2 separate regions of the Oryzias latipes genome follow, and region 1 is linked to region 2. Evidence: chromatin contacts called from public Hi-C data. All regions are on one chromosome and are shown on one strand. Each heading gives the region's core, a stretch centred on a gene start, on an enhancer-like site or on the middle of the called end of the contact. The rest is flanking DNA. Distances are from core to core; before and after follow the strand shown. Region 1 holds the start of lhfpl2 (LHFPL tetraspan subfamily member 2 protein). Region 2 overlaps lhfpl2 (LHFPL tetraspan subfamily member 2 protein).

Region 1 (4,678 bases), core at 1,224-3,723, 37 kb after region 2:
AGCAGCCGCTTTCTTGGCGCTTTGTCGTAATGACTTTTAGCCAATCAATGGGTTTCAACAGTAACTCCGCCCTAACCAGTCCGTTTCATTTCTCTATGGACCTACAACCAACGGGGGCCAAAAAATGGTACTGTTCAATTTGGCCTAGTGGGTCCTTTATATAATGGAAAGTGGACTGCACCGGACCGGACCGGACCGCTCAGTGGAAACTAGGCTTAATAGTGTTTCGAAAGAACCCTGAAAGTTGCGTTTTTTTTTTTTTTTTTTTTTTTGATTGTTAAGGAACAAGGTAAAACTTGAATGACGTTAAAAAAAAGTACAAAACTAGTTCACTAAACATTAGCCATTTGGACGCTTTAGGAAAATCACCTCCATTTCAAGGTAAGTGTTGTATTGCGGTTTAAGGTCAATGTGTAAGCTTTTTATTAGTTGAAATAGGTAATTACCTTTTATTAATACTTTATAGTTTGGAAAGCTGTTAACGGCTATGAAAAGCTAAGAATGACACATTTTACCTCCACTTACTGAAAGCATTATGAGATAGACTTGAGAAAAACCCATTGGTGAAGTCACTGTATAAACACAGACACATTTTGGACAGATGACTACTTCTAATTGAGTTGTGAAATACCCTTAGAAGCCTGGAATGGAAACTTCAGTAACGTAATGTGACCCACTTTGGGCTTGGCTGGATTTTAGTGCCGTCTTTTCCTTACATGACATCATTTTACAGCCAAATAAACAGCTTTCCGTGTCACCAGGCTTAAATAAAACCGGCCATCTTTTCATAACAAAACTTCCTAGATGCTTCGTTTTACTGGCCACATGTGACGAGCCAAAACAGACTACAGAGGATACAAATATTGACCCAAATAAAGTCCTGTTCATGAAAACCAGATGTGGGTTTAAACGATCTCGCCCTAATGTACAAGTGCAGACATGATATTGGGAAATGAGGCTACCTTGTTATCGGTTAAATCTACATTGAAGGAAATCCACAAAGATGCTACAGGGCAAAAACTGTATTCCAAATGTTTGTTGGAACTGCATAGAGTCATCTGGGTTGACCTTTGACATCGCAGCAGCCATTCAATTAGTGGATTCCACACTTGGGTTGTGGAGACCCCGTGGTCCTGGCTTTGGTTTCCGGCCACTCAGCATTATTTGCTTTTTGGATCTGAATGCTTAAATGAGATGACGGTTACAAAAAGATGGAATATATTCCACCGGTCCCATAAATCACTACCAGAGTCCTGTAAAAATGAGGACAGACCCGCCAACAAGTCCCAGCCAGGCAGTAGAGGCAGATTATGCGGTCTGAACGAACGCGTTCTTGTTTTTGTATCACGGTTTTCACCAAATGCATCATCTGCAGGGAGAAGTCTGATAATATTCTTTTTTCCATTTTCGTCAAAGAAAGGACAGAAGGGGGGGTTAGGAAATACTTTGAAGGACCTTTCCAAACCATCTGCCCTGCTTCGGCTGCCAAGGGAGCAGCAAGAAACCTACGTACTTTGGCTTTATTGTGGCTTAAATGGTGGAGATGAGCGCACCACAGGGGTATAATGAATGAAGCTTAGACGCATTTTTTTAATGGGACCACATGCACTGGCACATGGGCTGAAACCGCTGACATGTTTAACACTTTAACATTCTAAACAGCATTAAAGCTCAGCTGAAATCCCTAAAAATGGAGAAATTACTAAACGGTTGTAAGCAATTACACATTCACGCGCAATAGAAACTGAGCTAACACAATCATTAGAAGAACAACCCGTCCGGTCTGAAGTTACACGTTGGTCAGTTCTCCATTGTGGCCCCAGGGGACCACAAACATAAACACAGGTGGGAACCAGTTCTTGGGCCTAACGTGGAAACCTGACACTAAATGTAGACTAGAATCTGTCTCTGGCCTTAAAGTACTTTCTCCAGGAGCCACAGCCTCAGATCTGAGCAGTTTGTAGGAATGAACTCCGGGATGAGTGGAAAGCATTCCTGCTTTTGGCTGGAGCCCTGAGAAGTTTGAGGACTGAGGGTGACACATGGACAACAGATTACGGTCTGGCTCTGACTGAACTGCCACGAGTTTCATCTGTGAGGGAAAAAGGTTTGGATGAACAGACTAGGATCCTTCTAGCAGAACCCGCGTCGGAGCCTCTAGAGCGGAGAGAAGTTCGGAACCGTTTCCTCCAGGCGCGCGTACTTACGCGTCACCGCCGCGCGCCCGCCCGCCCGCCTGCGCGCAGAGAGCCACCGGGTCTTCGAGAATCGATCCTCCGGGGGAACCAGCGGCACATGCGGACCCTCCTCTGGGCTTTCGGGGTGGCTTCACTCTCGGGGTGTCTGCATCCTCCGCCACGCGTCCTCCCGAACCGCAGAAGCATGAATGGCTCCGTCCGCGCGCCTCCTCCGGACAGACAGGCTGACTGCGCCTGGGATGGGAGTGACTTCCCCGGCAGCGCCCTCCCCCATCCACGGCCTCCTCTGCATGGACGCGAGGGGGGCATCTCTGGGGGCTTTTAAGGCTTCAATCAGGGAGGACAAGGGCAAACATAAAACCATTCAGGAGAGGTGTAAACAAATAAATAAACAACCCACAAATAGTGTTTGTAAGCCACTTTAACACAAGTTTAGGCTGATTAAAAGTCACAAGTGAGCAAAAAAACACAATTTTAAATCTGTCTCAACTATGATTTTACACGGACTAATGGTTGGTAATGGTTATTTTAATTTTCTTTTGAAAAGACTGATTTTTAAACGAATTTTAAAATTTAAGTCACATTTTCTGAGGGAAAAAACCAAAACCTTTTGGACAAAACAAAAAGAAAAAACATATATAGCGAGATCTGAGATTAAACTTCAAATTCTGAACTTTGATTTTAAGAGCAAAAATGCGTAAAAAAACAAAACAAAAATAAAATCCCCCCCAAAAAAGGTGTTTTGATTATAATTCCAGAATTTTTTAATTAAAGACACTGATGAAAATCCTGCTTTGGTGTTTTTAACACGTTCTTGTAGCATTTTTCTGATGATGGATAAAGGTTAATAAAGGTTAAAATTGCATTTCTGAGTATTTTTTTATTCAAATCATTGTGAATCAGGAGCAGATGGAAAAAAAGCTTGTACTTGGTGAGCCACATGTCCTTTCTGATGCATCCTCTTGTAGACGATTAGATTTATGTACATCCCTGTTTTCCTCGTCTGAGCTGGAATCTGGATCCAAACTGGGCGGCAGCACAGCTTTTGTTGTGCCAGTAATACTAGGCTGTGGAGATGAGGGGCTGTGAGCTGGTGGGGGGGTGTCTAAACAGAATAATGATGGGAAATGAGCGCAGGCTTACTCCCTGCCAACGGTCCTGCCCACAACTCTGAGGTGAATTTGTAATAAAACTCCTGCCGCTCTGCAGAAACTAGTTCCTAGAAAAAGATGCGGGTTTTTTGATTTTATCCAAAAACAGCATAATCGTAATTTAAAGACCACTAGGAACGTTTTGAAAATAGATCGGGGATATCCAAACATTTTGCAAATGGGGCCAGATTTGCCAAGGAGAAAATGTGTGAGGAGCGACCAATCAGCTTCCATTCTTCAAACCCTTATAAGCAACTGAAAATTTGGAATGAAATTACTTTTTACAGCGTAATCTGGACAATCACAATCAAGAAATAGGATACACAGGTTTGAGAAAGTGTTGGGGGCAGCATATTGTTGATTTTCTGTTGTGGACCTTTTAAAAGTCCAAATAAAGAAAAATTAACTCATAAAGATCGTCTTCTATCGTCTCCAAATTGTACAAGTCTGAGCCTTTGGAATCTTTAAAGTATTTCTATACTTGTGTAAAATACACAAAAACTGACTTTTTCCAAACTGTAGCAGCAAAAATTGTGTGGCAATTTAACCCTTGAGAACCCAACGACAATTTTCTTCAGGGCTTTTAAAGTTCATTTAACAAATTTGGTTTTTGATGTTCATTTTGGGAAGCAGACAAAAAATAAAAAACATAAATATAAAAACATAGGGAAAAAAATGTCATAACAAGAAAAACTAGGGCCGAGTTTGACCAAGTGTTCTTCAGGGTTAAATTGACATCTTTGTTTACTGTCTATGTATCCAAAACTTTGCTTAAAACATGTTTTATTACATTCTTAACATTAATATCGACAAGTTTGATTTCAAACATAGGAAACGTTTTGAGGCTCCAGATTAAAAACAAATTGTCTTTCCATTCAAGCAGCAGCCATTTTTTGTCACCTCTGTAAAACATTTGTCCTGAGACGTTACTCATCATCCTGTTACTGCAGAATTAGAAACCCAATCTCTGCAAATCCAAGTCTGAGCCTTTGCTGGGACGGGAGGGTGACAGCTGATCCTTAAATCCACCCCCCCTCAGATGAACATGAGGAGGCTCAGTGGACGCCAAACTTCTGTCCAGACACGCGTCTGTGTGCGCAGCATCCTCCTGTCTCAGCTATTCTGATGAATTCAATAAAAACCGTCCGGCGCCGGTTCCCTCTCACAACAGGATTGGTGTCGGACAACAGTTTTGGGGAATTCACGGACACCCCGTTTGACTTAGACATGAACTGTGGTGCCAAGCCTTCGGGGCCTTTTCGTTTCTGCTTTCTTGGTCAGTCGATTGAAGCCTAAATGGAGCTGAAAGACAGAGGAAGTCATGTGACT
Region 2 (5,152 bases), core at 2,030-4,529:
AGGACCAAAGTAAGGGCATTGAGACCTTACTGAATGTTCCTGTGATAGAAATGTGGGCGGGGCAACTATTAGCTTTGGTTGCTATGGCAACAGAGAACATCTATTTACTGATTGACAGAAGTAAAACTCCCTCTATATTAATCCCAGAAGGAAGTTGCTTTAGATTTTGTGGAGGCTGTTGCTGTATTACTGTTGTCGTAATGCTAAACAACACAATAATCTCAGATTTGTTTTCTTTTATTGGACTTTTCTATTTGAATCATCTGATTAAGATTTTTTTTCTCTTTTTTTTTGCATTTTAATTCGACTTTAAAACCAACGGACTGATGTGCAAAAGAAGAGCTGAGAAGAAATGTCATTAAACATCACAAAACCGCCAGAGTTCTTTAGTTGCATCATTTTGGTAAATTCATTTCACAGGAAATTCACCGACGACACCAACGTGAAAACCGTTCATTTTCCTATTTTTCCATAAAGATATTACATTACAGACCAAAAAGTTTGTTTTCAAAAACATCTTTATGTGTAAATCCTTTGCCTGGTTTGTGATAATGACCATTAAATGTAAACAATTACCAAACCAGAAAGTTAATGAAAGCCCTCAATGCAAGAAATCTGCATTAAATATATAGTAACTTTAATTTTTATCTGATTTTTCTTTTTTTAGACTGTCGAACCGTTTGTCTTGTTTTAAAAAGATCTGGTGCTTTGACAATGTTCTATGTCGTGTGTCAAATGGTGAAATATGCTTTGCTTCTTTTTTATGTGAGTGATTGGTGTTTTTTCTTGTCTGTGATCCTTGAATAAACTGACGTTTTAAAACTCAAAAACAAAACTCTTTTTTTATTGTTACACCGCTGTAAAGTACCAATTCAAACTATCGTTTTTAATCCGGTAAAAGTCCTTCGGGTTTCGGCTTTCTGTGTCGTCAAATGTCAAAGTTCATCTCCAACAAGCAAATCTGCTTTATAAATCTGCATTTGTCAGAGTCATTTGGAATGAAAGAGATGAGAAAATGGGGAACAGATCGATGTTCTTCCGATCGTGGATTCTTATTCCTGCTCCTATCGTGGACTCTTCAGTCCTTTGCTCCCACAAACACTGTTTACACCACAAACAGTGGAGAAAAAGCCACACAGAGCAAAAGCTGGAGCCTCGTTTGACCCGCAGAGAAACCGACACGATCTTCTGGAATCATACAAACCAAAAACGGCCCGACATGAAAAAGAAAACCGTCTGCTTGTTTAGTCCTGAAGGCAGACTAAATGAGACGTTTGCTTGATCTGTAATTAGGAAGTAGACAAAAGCGCTTTTGGGACCTTAAAGCAGAAAAAAAGACTAGATTTTCCTAAAGCTGCAGTTATTCTGCTGTATTTAGTAGAAAAGCAACAACAACAAAAAGAGCTGATTCTGTATTTTATGTCCACGTCACTATGACAATGGTCCATGAGTTCTCACTGTACATGTTTCTGTGTGAACACCAGGACAGTTGGGGGTAAATACTAACTTAAGCCTTGTGATATCCTAGGTGTTGGGGGCTGGGTCATCTAGACCCACTAGACAGTGCTCTGAACCTTTTTTCTTCAATGATTTGTGATCTTCACTGGTGTCCATGGATTACATGAAATCTCTCCACCTTTATCCACCTTTGTCATGGTAGGGAGAACACGTCAATGTAAGGGGGGGGGGGGGGGGTCATCTAAGACGGAGGAAAGACAAAGGTCTAAGCCTCCCAAATTTTCGTCTACCTTAGAAGATTCTGACTTAAACAGACTGAGGCTATGTCCGAATTCCCTCCCTGTTTTCAAAATAACTATTTAGCCCCCTGGATTTTAAAAGCAATTTGGACACCATGCTCACTAGTTCTTTTTATTTATTTTTTTTATTTGGCAAATGTGATGTCACCGATTTCACAAAGTGAATATCTAGTCAATCCAATTGTTTTACGTCTTATGAATCCACTGTGTTCTGCTGAGGAAAAAGTTGATTAATAAAACACATTTAAACACTTTTTTTTTGTTCAAACGCAACGCATTGTGGTCTGTATTTGCCATTCTAGTGAGAATTGAAGCAGGCTGCTTTTTTTGCAGAGACTTCTGGGAAATTTCCAGGGCACTGGATTTTCAAATTGTAGATTCGGACAACCCAAAGCAATGGTAAACACCTTATCTAGTGCACCAAGTTCCCCTTTTAATGGAAAGTTGGATTGAGAAATATTGAGGTCCATTTTTTTATACCCCATAGTTCCTGTTTAGGCTAAATGAGGTTGCTCGGGCCTATCCCAGCTAGCTCAGGAAAAAAGCAGGATTGAGAAAAGTTATTTTGTAGAATTCCTTATTGACCAAGCTTGTCAACCCAGTGAGCTAAAGCCATCCCCCCCAAGTGGGTTTTCCTTAGAAGAGGTTTGCGTTTTTCAGTGTTAAACCCGTTTGTCGTTGCTCTTACCTGCGATGCCTTGCAGCAGTCCACAAACGTTGAAGATGCTCTTCTTCATGATGCTCTGGAAGCACATGGTGAAGACGGAGATGAAGGCCACAGCGCACAGCAGTAGGATCCCCGCCGCCAGGAAGATGGACGCGGCCTGCCAGAACCCGCTGGCGATCTCCCCGAAGTGAACGGCGTACGGTCCGCACAGGATCCCCCGCTGCATGTGGGGCAGTTTTATACAGCGGCCGTAGATGCCCAACGTGGGCCTGTAAGCTTCCCCTGCGGCGGTGGCCCCATGGGGGCCGAAAACGGCATCGGGCGTGCGGGGATATCCCACCAGCCAGTCCGTGCTCATGAAGGCGATGAGCTCGCCGAAGGCGGCCACGATGCTCAGCAGGGTCCACAGCATGGAACGGCAGGTGACAATGACATGGCACATGCTGGCAGCGCTTCCGTCGGGTACTAAAGCTACTCACAGGTGAATTCTGGGAATTCTAGAGACTCTGACAGCTGAGATCGGGATCCGCCTCCACAGCGAGAGCAAGGTGAACCGGCCGTTCTGGTCAATGATTCACGGACGTCTTTCACTCCTTATCTTCAGCTGCGGCTGCTCCTCCTCCAGCTCGCCGTTCCGTCTGTGCACTCCGTCTTCAGGCTCTTCTGCTGCCTCCTTTCTCCCCCGTCTACATCGTACTGGGGTTGTTGTGGGTGAGCCAGCCCGCCGGGGTAACACCAGACACACCTGGGAGATAAGACACAGAAGAGGGTGAGGAGCAGCTTCCTCCTCCGTCACATTCAGACAGCAAGAGTGGGGGAAGAGAGAGAGTGCATGAGGAACTGGGAGGAGGAGGAGGAGGAGGAGGAGGTGTGGATCTCTGACAGGGCGACTAATGAGTTGTGGAGAGACGGGTCTGTTTGAAGCCGGCCTCTGTGTTTTTGTGAAAGGATTTGTGCCGAGGCCTTTCTCTACTCCCCGCACATCCGTGTGACTAAAGCCGAAAAAACATCAAAAAAACTGTTTGTCTGCTCTTCATCGCTCGCTGCCTTTGGTTTGGCGTTCACAGCAGGAGATGAAGGGGGGTGGGGAGTTGAACCAGAGCGGATGCAGAGGGACAGAAAAACAAGCAGGAGGTCTCGTTTAAGCAGCCCACACAGCTGACCCGGGGTCAGTCAACGCTTGATAACACAACCGGCGTCCAGCTGTCACGTGACCGATGATAACCTCTGTTCCAATAAGCGCGGAGTCGCTTAATAAAATAGAAAAGTCACAACAGCCCTTACGGGTAGATACGGGCCGTCTGCTGGTACAAACAGATAAACCTGTACGGGACTCGCAGTTGGCCTGCACAAAATATCAAAGTCGCAGACCTTGAGCCTGCAGAGGAATGTTCCTGGACAGTTTCTATTCAACACCCAAGGATAAGTAGGTGAGACGTAGTCGTGCCGCATGGAAATTTCCTTTTTTCCACCACCTCAAATCCTGAGCACTGTGAAAGGGAACTTAGTAATGTTGTAATAAACATGTGCTCCTTGCTGCAGCCTGACTATTCAAAATGAGGAAAAATGAGACAATCGGTGTAGTTTGTGTCCCGTGGGTACTTGTGTATCACCTGCACACCCCTTTGTGTGCAGGTCGTGCATCCACCTTTGGGACCTGATGAAAAGAGAGTGTACCGTTGTCGTGCGTTTGGTAAGTGTATTGTATTTGTAAGGATAATGGAAGTTCCATGCACTTCTGACGTACTGGTGAAGCCGTGTTGCCCGCTAGCCCATTACTGACCGCGCAGTAATGTTGCATGTCAGGCAAGTAACTGCCCATAGGACTGGCCTGTCCAAAGTCCAGCCCGTGGCCCGAGTGCAGCCTGGGTTCAGATTTCAACCAGCTCTTATGCACCTGTCATGCACTAAATAAGTGCACTTGAGGTCCTCCTAGTCCACCTAAGGTTGTTGCAACTAAGGTTTTTGATTGGAGTGGAAGTGGAAATTGTTGTTCTAGGAGGTTTTTTTCAGTGTTTTTTAGCTGATGAAAGACCAGCAGGTTGGGTCTGTGATTTAGAAGTAATCCTAGTGAACTGAGAGAATCAAGCCCAACTTTATTGTGGCATCCCGGTTCAGATCCATCATGGATTCCCTCAAAACTAGGGGTGTGTATTGCAGTGACGTGCAGTCAGGAGAGGCAGCTGAGGCTGTGCCTCACCTGTCATTATGGGAAGAAAAGAGAAAAAATAAATTCAATTATTATATTTAATCAGTAATTTGTGCTTTGCAGTCATTTACATTTAAATGTACCATTTTTGGGCGTTTTTTTCTTTTCAAAATCGCTGAATTTCCGCATTTGCCGTTCAGATACTAAGTGACGTGCGATGAGGCACCAGCCCGCTGAGCCTCACCTTGGATTGCGCAATACCTATGCAGTCAGACGGTGCTGCTGTCTCTGTGTGTCGGTTCAATCAGTTGTACTATATGAGCTGAGTTTACATAATTTAGCAATGTATATGATGTACAGTGTTTGTTTTTATAAATAACTGTATGTGAGGGACGTGTTTCTTGTGCTGAGCCCTAAACGCCGGCAAAAAAGCCGCTGGGTGAGGCCAGCAGTTCTCGTGCCTCAGGTTAGGGGGCGCCGGTGAGCCCTGAGATTATGACGCTAAAAAACAATAGAATAAGTGATAGCTAGCGGCAAGTCATTTTCTTCAGAAGGAGCGGCATATGGACTTCATTTACA

What was found. A called contact is a pair of places that touch in the nucleus more often than the background predicts.
Region 1: a Hi-C map of gastrula embryo shows a contact between it and region 2, with 1.6 times the contacts expected there. The contact joins the promoter of lhfpl2 here to the enhancer-like site in region 2. A contact is called at or near these places in 2 of 5 Hi-C or Micro-C datasets (embryo and gastrula embryo).

What each region holds. Positions count from the first base shown.
Region 1 is chr12:3,738,330-3,743,007 of ASM223467v1, forward strand. lhfpl2 (LHFPL tetraspan subfamily member 2 protein) reads right to left here and starts at 2,474. Exons shown (of 3, transcript XM_011481462.3): 1 at 2,208-2,474.
Region 2 is chr12:3,700,887-3,706,038 of ASM223467v1, forward strand. lhfpl2 (LHFPL tetraspan subfamily member 2 protein) reads right to left here. Exons shown (of 3, transcript XM_011481462.3): 2 at 2,446-3,169. The coding sequence starts at 2,866. Among protein-coding and RNA genes, the nearest start is that of scamp1, 24 kb to the left of the region's middle. Within about 2 kb of position 3,280, at least 3 of the 8 cell types and tissues checked have an H3K27ac peak or open chromatin away from gene starts, as enhancers often do. A contact at or near this core is called in gastrula embryo, where this site is marked.